Regions from separate parts of the Sus scrofa genome. Here region 1 is linked to region 2. The links are chromatin contacts, called in public Hi-C maps. All regions are on one chromosome and are shown on one strand. The core of a region is the stretch at or near the end of the contact, and the rest is flanking DNA. Distances in the headings are between cores, read along the strand shown. Region 1 has its middle 650 kb from the start of INHBA. Region 2 has its middle 340 kb from the start of INHBA.

Region 1 (4,945 bases), core at 2,123-4,622, 310 kb after region 2:
CGTGCACACATATCCATGCATGCAGACACACGTATACACACACATCCATACACAGACATACGTGCACACATATCCACGCATGCAGACACACGTGCACACACACATCCACGCGTGCAGACACACGTGCACATACATGCATCCACGCATGCAGGCACGTGCGCACACGCATGCAGACACATGTGCACATGCGCATCCACGCATGCAGATACACGTGCACACACACATCCATGCATATGTATACCTACGCACAGGCAAATACCACTTTTTTTTTTATTACTATGTTTTTATCTCTGTCTTCAGCCCAGAAGTCAGAACTGACTCACTGGCCATCCATAAATCCAACATCAAGAAACAACTGTCCCCTGATGTGGACCCAAGCTGGGTTCAGCCAAGTTGTTTTCAGTTTGTCTATGAACTGGGTTGTGGATCCCAAGAGAAGGAACTGAAATCATCAAACTAATTTCACATGATGTACTAAGAAGAGCACAGTACCACACGAAGGAGCTGAGTGATTAGTTTACCAAGCCGCCCAGCCCTATGTCAATGACCTGCGATAAATGACTGGTCAGCCAAAGGAGCAGAATTGTGGATTATTTCTGCAGTTTGAAGTGAAATGCCATTTGCATTTCTCATTGTTCTGAAACAGCACAGTAGATCCTGTGGGACAGAACTCTCTGCAATCACAGAAGTGACTTTTTAGTTTCAAAAAAAAATCACAATGTAAGATTTTATCAGAGGTTCTCTGCTTGGATTATCGGTGGTGGTTTGCAGATGGCCTTATTGTTCTGGCAGCCATGTACTTCACCTACACAGATATTTACAGGAGTTCTGAATGTGGAAATACTTAAACAGCCTCAGGCTCTTTTGCCTTTTATTTAGAATTTTCATCATAGCTCCTGAGAGTCTAAAAGTACACCCGTTGCTTTATCACAATACGTCTCTTGAGTTTGCATTCTTCTGCTTTGTTTAACTTTTAGTTTTTCTGGAGGTAAGATGAGTATAATTGAATGGACGGTCTTTGCCCCTGAAACCTATGTGGGTCTTAAGGTAGCCCTCTCTAGGAAGAAATGAAATAATCACAGCATAAATGAGGCATTTGGATTTACTAATGCTTCTTATAAGTCCAGATTATCTAGCGAATTGACCACCAAAGGCCCCAGATGGGTGTCATTTATCATTTTTGGAGCCCTGGCTATGTGCAGGTACCAGCTGCCTCTTCGATAATGACACATTTCTACACCGCGGTGTTATTATTCTCATTTTACAGGTAACGCATCCACAGCTCCCAAAGACTGGCTTGACTAGGGGCACAGAGTAGTGGAGCTGGGCAGAACCCAGATCTGTCAGACGCGCAGCGCTGCCCGTAGCTGATGCTGGTGCTTCTGCCCTTTACAGATACTAAGAAGCTGCCCAGGAAAGCCGTGAGGAGATTTCCAGGTGACGGGAAGAAGCAGGCGGAGCGTGAGCTCATCCCGTCTGGAACCTCACGAGGCGTGTGAGTAAATACGAGTGCGGGGAAGTTCATGGACTAACGGGGGAGGGGGAGGGGGGTCCCTAGGCTCTGGAAAGAGGCTGGTTCCGGGAAATTTCCACACTTGGGAAGCTGGGGAATCATTATTTTTCCAGCTGAATGGCAAATAACCGCAGCTCTGTCTTGACATTGGCTCCACTGGTTATTGGTTGACCTGGGGCTGCACTCGAGAAAGACGTAAGGCTGGAATATGGAGCAAAACAGGGCAAGAACATAAAACACAACTGATGAAAGGGACTGGGTGTAATTCAGGGAAAAGACAGTAGCTCCAAAGTCACATTGCGAAGCACAAAACAAGCCGATCTGCGGTCAGAACGGAAACTCTCCCAGCGACGTGTGTGTGTGTGTGTACACAAATGTACATCTGTGAGCCTGCGTCTCCACGGCGGATGTATGTAGGTGGGTCTGGAGCAATTCTTGGACCCTGTCCAAGTTCAGTGGGCAGGGGGCGGGCCTACCCACCCTGCAGCCCTGTCCCCTGGGATTACAATTTCTCTCCCTTTTCTCACCTCTAATTTTATCTTATCTAGTTTGCTCCAGATCCGCTCACACAGCACCTCTCAAGCTTTATGAGTCATTTGGGAAATACTGTGAAAGTGCAGATTCTTCTTTAGCATGTCTGGGGTGAGGCCTCAGTCCCTGTGGTTCCCACAAGCTCCCGGGGCTGATGGGCGCCCCAGCTGGGGAGTCACGGGTCCTAAGTGATAACGTCATCGCAGCACAGGAGGCTGATGGTGACTGGGTCGTGGGACAACAGCAATCCCCTCTGTCTTGCCACTCTTGTCTGCTCACCACACGCGCCTCTGGGTAGGACCAGTTCGTGGCTCAGGCCGAGGAAAGGCTGCGCAGTTGATGCCAGGGTCCTGGGCCATCGGGCTCCCTCTCAGTCCAGGGCCTGCACTCTCTCCCATTCTCCTCTCTTTGCCTGACCCCATCTGGCCGGCTGGACTGGACTTCCTTCCTCTCCAGAGGGAATTCCACTCAAACAGCTGCTTCCTCCTCCTGTGGCTCCACCAGGGTTCTTTACAGAATCTAGAGCTTGGAATCGAGCATGAGAAATCAGCTGGCCGAGCCTTCTGCCCCCAGTCAGGGGGTGTCTCAACCATTCAAAGTGAGAGAGATGCCTCTTTTCCTCACCCAAACCACCATCATTTTTTTTTTTCCCTTAGCCGTTCATATTTTCAAACATCAGCGTGGGCCTGGTTCAGTTCAAGACTCAGTCATCAAGACCACATTTGGATTAATTTGGTTCCAGGTCAAACCTGCCAATTTCGCACATTTATCCCATGATTTCCTAATGCTATTGAATGACACATCGTTTTATTTTTCCCTTTGTTTTTCTCTTTCAACTAATTTATTTAATGGGCCCAGAATGGGTGATTAGAACATAAAAACATGTGGTATCCTAATTGGATTTTGAAAATGTGTAAACATGGCCCTCCAGTGGCTTCCTGTTACCATCTGGACCGAACAGAACCTTCTGACCACTGAGTCCAACTTGCTTCTACCTGCCCTGCCCTGGTGCCCCTTTCACGTGTCGCTTCTCCCCAGGGTCTCTCTGCTCCAGCACAGCTGGGCTTCTTGTTTTTCAGAACCCGTTTCTCAACATCTGCCTCAAGGCCTCTGCCTGAACTAGTCCCCAGAGGCCAGGATCCAGTTCCTACCTTCGATTCTCTATGCCTTTCAGAAGCTTCTCAGATTTCAGCTCACGGTGCTACCTTGAGGGCTGTGTCTGAAATTAACCCCATCCATTCTCCAGTCCACTGTGATTCCCTAACCCATGTCCATGCCTCCTGATGCTGTTGGCACAATTTGTGTTCTACTCACATACTATTTATATGACTCATTGAGTCATTAGCAGGGGCTAACTGCCTGCTTTTTACAAGCCGGCTACCAATCCAGGAGCTGGGACCGCAGTGAACAGGCAGGCAAGGTTCTTCATATCAAAGATTTTATATTTAGGTCTGCGAAGGTGGATAATGAGCCCCCAACAAATAAATAAACAGTAATTTCAGGTGGTGAGGGAATCCTACCTACTGGGCAGTATGAGGCACTTGTCAGGAAGTCAGCTTACTTTGGATTTGAACTCTCGAATGCACATGAAAAAGCTGAGTGAACACTTGTAGACTCACTTTATTCATTCATTCATTCATTCATTCACTCATTTTTTTAGGGCCACACTTGGGGCATATGGATGTTTCCAGGCGAGGGGTTGAATTGGAGCTACAGCTGCCGGCCTCCACCACAGCCACAGCAAAGCAGGGTCCAAGCCACGTCTTCAGTCTCCGCCACAGCTCACGGCAATGCTGGATCCATGACCCACTGATCGAGGCCAGGGGGTCAAACCCGCATCCTCACAGATCCTAGTCGGGTCAGTTCCCCTGAGCCAGGATGGGAGCTCTGGCTTACTTTATTGAGATGTGCATGTTCAAGTTTGCAAGTGGATAAGAGATGTCAGGCCCATCTAAGAGAAGGTTCTTTGTGAGGCCAGTCATGCCTGGGAAGGTGTCACTGAGGAGCTGACTGCTGACTTCATCGGTGAGAAGGCGGCCCACTGCAGTTTGCAGTGTAGCCCCGAGGTTCACCAACTTTAACTTCTCATTAGGTTCTCAAATTTTAATCCGATTGACCTGGGGTACCTGACACCCCAGGTGTTTCTGGTGCGATCGACCTTGGGATGGTCTAATTAAAACCCTGCGTCAGAGCCATGTGGGTACTAACACCCCGGCTGGACCGTGAAGGGCGGAAGAAAGGGGGGATGCGCGGATGACCCAGGACCCTAGATGGAATGACCCAGAGATACTTTGGCTCTAAGTCCGTAGCTGAATTCAGAACAAGCAGGCATGGGATACAACATTTTCTCCATGATTCTAACTTTATCTGTCCTGTGGCTCTGTGCCCATGACTTCGGAAGGAAGCTCACTTCTGTTTCTGCGCTCTAATTTTCCTGGGAAAAAAAAAAAAAAAAAAAAAAAAAACACTTACTCTTTGTTTCCTACAAATAACCGATCACTTCAAGACCGGCTATAGTAGGTGGTGAAATGTAATCATTCACTCAGTTGCCCATCACTTACCATAAACGTACATTTTTTGGAACCACATTTTTCTCCCAAACAAGTCACTTCCAGTCACGTCCAGTCGTGGTAGTGTAACACCGTCTTTAATACCACCGGAAACTGAGATGCCTTTATGTTCTAACCAGACCAGTAAGGAAGCCGTTGTGCATTAGGACCAGACACTATCCTTTAGGGTGACCGAGAGGCAGCAGGATGGTCCCCCACCACCAAGTAGCATGCTCCCAGGCCCTCTGCAGTCTAGAGAAGGCGGGAGTGGTGCCAAGCAAGGGCCGCGTGGGAATTACCATGCACTGTACCAGCCTGGTCTCACCCCTCGCCAAGGGGCAGGGGAGGGTAT
Region 2 (4,417 bases), core at 1,906-4,405:
CCCTCTGCCACGGAGCAAGCGGTCTTCTAGGCAGTAGCTTCTCTACCAGTCTGGAGCGGTTGGCAGTGAGAGGGACAAGGAAGAGGAGAAGACCCTCAAGGAACAGGTAGTGTGAGCAGGAAGGATGCCTTGCGCTGCGAGTCCTGGGGCCTTGGGAGCTTGACACCATAGGAAGGCTTCGTCTCTCCTGGCGGATGTAACTCATTATCCTCTCAGATCCTCCAAAGTGAAGCCACTTTTTTTTTCCCCAAAAAGAGGGACGAGTCATGGGAGCAGGATGAATTCAAACCTTTACGACCTCCCGCACTGGCACATTTCTCTCTGGAGGTGGAAAACGTGAGGAGAGGTTCAGTCATCAGCTACCGTCTTCAGTCGGCACGGACGACGCTCTTCGTCCTTTGCATACACAGGATAAAAACGCATTTTTCTCGGCCTTTCCACAGCCGCTCCTCAGGTCTTTGTGAGTGAGGATGGCTCTGAGCACGGCACGGAGCAAAGGCAAACCTGTCGCTTAAGACCATAGTGATGGGAGCTCGTCCGCAGAGGGCTTCGCCCTGCTCGTCGGGGGCACGCCCGGTCGTACTGATTAAAAGAAGAGGCTTCGAAGTTACCCAGACCCCCAGACCGGTTCCCAGCTGAGCTCTTAGTGACCACAGTATCGTCCATAATTTACTCTACCTTTATGCATTCCAACAATCTCTCTTTCTCTCTTTTTTTTGCGGGGGGGGGGGGGGCCGCCGGGGGGAGCTGTGCCCACAGCATATGCAAGTTCCCGGGCCAGGGACTGAACCCGTGTGACAGCAGTGACCTGAGCCATTGCACTGACAATGCTGAATCCTTAACCTGCTGCTCCACAAGGGAACTCCACAATAACCTCTCTTATAAAGGGGAAATGCCACATTTTGGAGTCGGGCACACAGGGTGGGTTATTTTCAATCCTTCCACAGTTACTGGCTCTACTTGCTCATAAAGGAAGTCTCTGTTCACAAGGAAAACCAAACACAGCACATGCAGAAAAGTAGGCAGACAGACCCTGTGGCAGACAGACCCTAAGGCGCCTCCCATCAGCACCCCCCCCCGCCCCGACATTGTCTCTACCTCCTAGTGTTTCATTTTAATTCCCTCCTCTGGAATGGGCACGACCCGGCTTCCATCCAATAAAACATAGCCAGGTGAGGAGCTATCACTGCCATGGTTAGGTTACGTTCTGTAAGGATCTGTCTGAACAGACTGGAGCTAGACTTTCCTGTGGGTTTGATGAAGGGAGAGGCTGGGCTGGAGAAACCCAGGGAGCAACAGAGTGTAAGGGGCTGCTAGGAATTCTACTGGTTGCTAGGAGCTGAAGGCAGCCTTTGGCCAATAACCCACGAGAAAGCCAGGGCCCTCAATCCTCTGGCCACAGGGAAATCACAGGCTGAGTGTGAATTCTCCCGGGCTGAGCTTCCAGAAGAGAAGGCGACATCGTGCACTTCTTGGGTGCAGAGTCTTGTGAGGCCCGAGCAATGGATCCAGCTGGGCCTTGGCCACACGACGGACCCGTGTATGTTTTGAGATAATAAGCACACATTGTTTCAAACTATCAAGTCTATGGTAATCTGTCACTGCCATGTAACAAATGCATATGCCAAAATGGAAAATTTGGCCATTTCATCATGCATAGAAGGCCATCTGAACCCTTATTTAAATGATCAGATATTAAATTCTCCTTCTTCTTGAATCAAATGAAACATTTGAGATTTCGGAATGTTTACTGATGATCATACAAGAAGACGGCCCTTTAAACTTAGTTTGGAAATTATTTATCAGGTTTTTGTTTACTGGTTTATTGACATTTGATCAAGTATTCCTTTTGAAATACTTCTGCAATGAAATTTATATTAAAATCCTTTGTTATGAAAAGAACTTGAGAACGTTTTCTGCTGAGAAGGGAAGCCAACAGTCATGTGTCACTGGCCCAGTCCTGTCCATCATCCCAAGCCCGGCTTGATGTCATTTCCTTTCGAATCCGCACTTTCCACCTTCTCCCAGACTGACCTGACTCCTTTGGGTTCACAGAGTGGCTTCGTTATAAAACATCTTACCCTGTGTTATAATTACCTCTTCCTATAAGCTATCTCTGTCTCTAGTCCAGGAGTTACCAAACTACGGCTCAGGGGCTAAACCCTCTCTGCTGCCTGTTTCTGGAAATAAAGTTTTATTGGAACAAGCCATGCCCGTTCGCTTGTACAACACGTTATAGCTGGTTTCACAGTATACCACAGAGTTGAGTGGTGGCAACAAAAAGCTCATGGCTCTCAAGTCTAAACTATTTCCTATATATGGGCCTTTACAGAGAAAGGCGGCTGCTTAGACCATGATTCTCAAGAGGTGATGGACCGACAGACTGGATCCTGTCCATCTCCGTAGCCTCAGAACCTAGCCCACTGCAGACCCCAATTTTGTAACCGAATTGTATACAAAGATGCATAAAACACTGAAATTGAAGCCAAAATTAGCATTTATCTTCCCTCTAAATTGGAGAGGCCATAACTTTTTGTCAAGACTGTCCTGAAGAAACAATCTGTCCTCATCCTTCGTATTACCCTGGAAGCTGAAAACAGAATGAACAGAGCTGGCTATTACGGGACATTCCTCCCCTTCATTAGAAGGCTGCATTTAGACCAAATTGCCATTTATTAAACAATTTTCACATTAGTTACCAAGCCCATGTGCCTTTCAGGGGGCAGTTATTCTGTTTTCAGATTCACTTAGGACCCATTTCCAAAATACTGCTAGTGTGTGTGCTGTCCAAGAAACCTTTTAATTTTCATTTGTAAACCTTTTTTGATGTTGCTCCCTTGTCAAAAACAGGAAGCCATTATTTTCCAGCAGTAAACAAGTTCAAAATCAAGTTAGCCACTCAACTCCCCAAATCAAGACTGTGTTTTTGTATATACAAAAAAAAAAAAATCAACTTTCTAATCTTCATCGACTGTATAAAATCTTCGAGGGAAAGCCAAGAGCCTTAAAATTTTGTGGGAATCAAAGAATGTGAAGATCCACCCCCTCCCACCCTCAGATTTGGTTCTTCTCCAAAACCAGGGAAACCTTTCAAATCTCTTGTGATTCACTCCTTCACAATGTTACCCCGTGAGATTAGTCTGAATGCTTTTTCCTTTATTCATCTGCCCGCAATCTCTCTAACTCCCATATGGGATGTATATACAGTAACAGCAACCCCGAAGGACAAAGCAGAACAAGATGTATATGCCATGGATATCAGGTCTCAAAAGAGACCATGACATTGGTGCAAATCACCACTGCGCCCCGACTCAGCAGCGACTGCGTATTTTAGAAGATGCCGAGGAAATTACTACAAAGCGTTACCTAAAGGTTTTGTAAATAAATGTATTAAACTCATAGGAGAAGCTTGAAACGAGTAGAAACATGTTTCCTGGCTTCATCACGATGTTTAGAAAACTCTTCCAGTTCACCTGATTAGTGCCTCCAGGCCACAAAGACGCGAATCTCCCACTGGGTCAGCAAATAAGGACTCTGACCCTTTCCCGGCCCTTGACTCTGGGCCTTGGGGTCTGCCTCCCTTCCCTACGGCCACTATCACCATCTCAGTGCCTTTTCATCCTCTGCTGGAAAGAGTTTCCTCTGCAGTGCAGCAAACTTAGAAAAAACAGAATCATATATAAGGAGCTTTCTCTGTATTTCTCTACATACCTACATAGGTCCTTTTATTATAAAATAAGTTTTCACACTTATTTTGGGGGGGATGTTAAAATATGTTTTCTTTAATAAAATATTAATGCCATAGATAATAATTTTCGTATTCTTTTGCTTGTTGGGGCCTCACCTGTGGCATGTGGAAGTTCCCAGGCCAGGGCTCAAATCGGAGCTGTAGCCACGGGCCTACACCACAGCCACAGCAACGCCAGATCTGAGCTGCATCTGTGACCTACCCCACAGCGCAGGGCAATGCCAAATCCCCAACCCACCAAGCGAGGCCAGGGATCAAACCCACATCCTCACGGATACTAGTTGGGTTTATAATCCGCTGAGCCACAACAGGAATTCCCAGATGATCATTTTGTTCATGTCCTTCCTTGACCAAAGATAAAGCTGTCGTCCTCAAATCAGTTCCTCCAATTTTTAAAAATGGTCCACGAAACCACAAAGGGTCTGAGAACTCGGAACACTGAAGAGTCACTGAAGCGGAGGAGAGGAAGGGGTGTTGCGGAGTCCTTCCGGCCCGCAGAGGTCAACGACTGATTCAAGTTCATTCAGCTGGTCGGCAGGGGTGAACGACGGCACACATGACTGGCTCCTGAGCCAGCGAGCCTCTTGATGCTCCAGGCTGCTCTGTGCTGAGGTGCTCTGGTGGCTGTCTTTAAGAATGCGGTCAAACTGCTTCTGTTATTAAACCTTT

What was found. A called contact is a pair of places that touch in the nucleus more often than the background predicts.
Region 1: a Hi-C map of embryonic fibroblasts shows a contact between it and region 2, with 1.9 times the contacts expected there. The contact joins two enhancer-like sites. A contact is called at or near these places in 3 of 47 Hi-C or Micro-C datasets (embryonic fibroblasts and fibroblasts).

What each region holds. Positions count from the first base shown.
Region 1 is chr18:53,539,794-53,544,738 of Sscrofa11.1, forward strand. No RefSeq gene overlaps it. Among named protein-coding and RNA genes, the nearest start is that of INHBA, 650 kb to the left of the region's middle. Within about 2 kb of position 3,373, at least 4 of the 83 cell types and tissues checked have an H3K27ac peak or open chromatin away from gene starts, as enhancers often do. A contact at or near this core is called in embryonic fibroblasts, where this site is marked.
Region 2 is chr18:53,229,271-53,233,687 of Sscrofa11.1, forward strand. No RefSeq gene overlaps it. Among named protein-coding and RNA genes, the nearest start is that of INHBA, 340 kb to the left of the region's middle. Within about 2 kb of position 3,156, at least 2 of the 83 cell types and tissues checked have an H3K27ac peak or open chromatin away from gene starts, as enhancers often do. A contact at or near this core is called in embryonic fibroblasts, where this site is marked.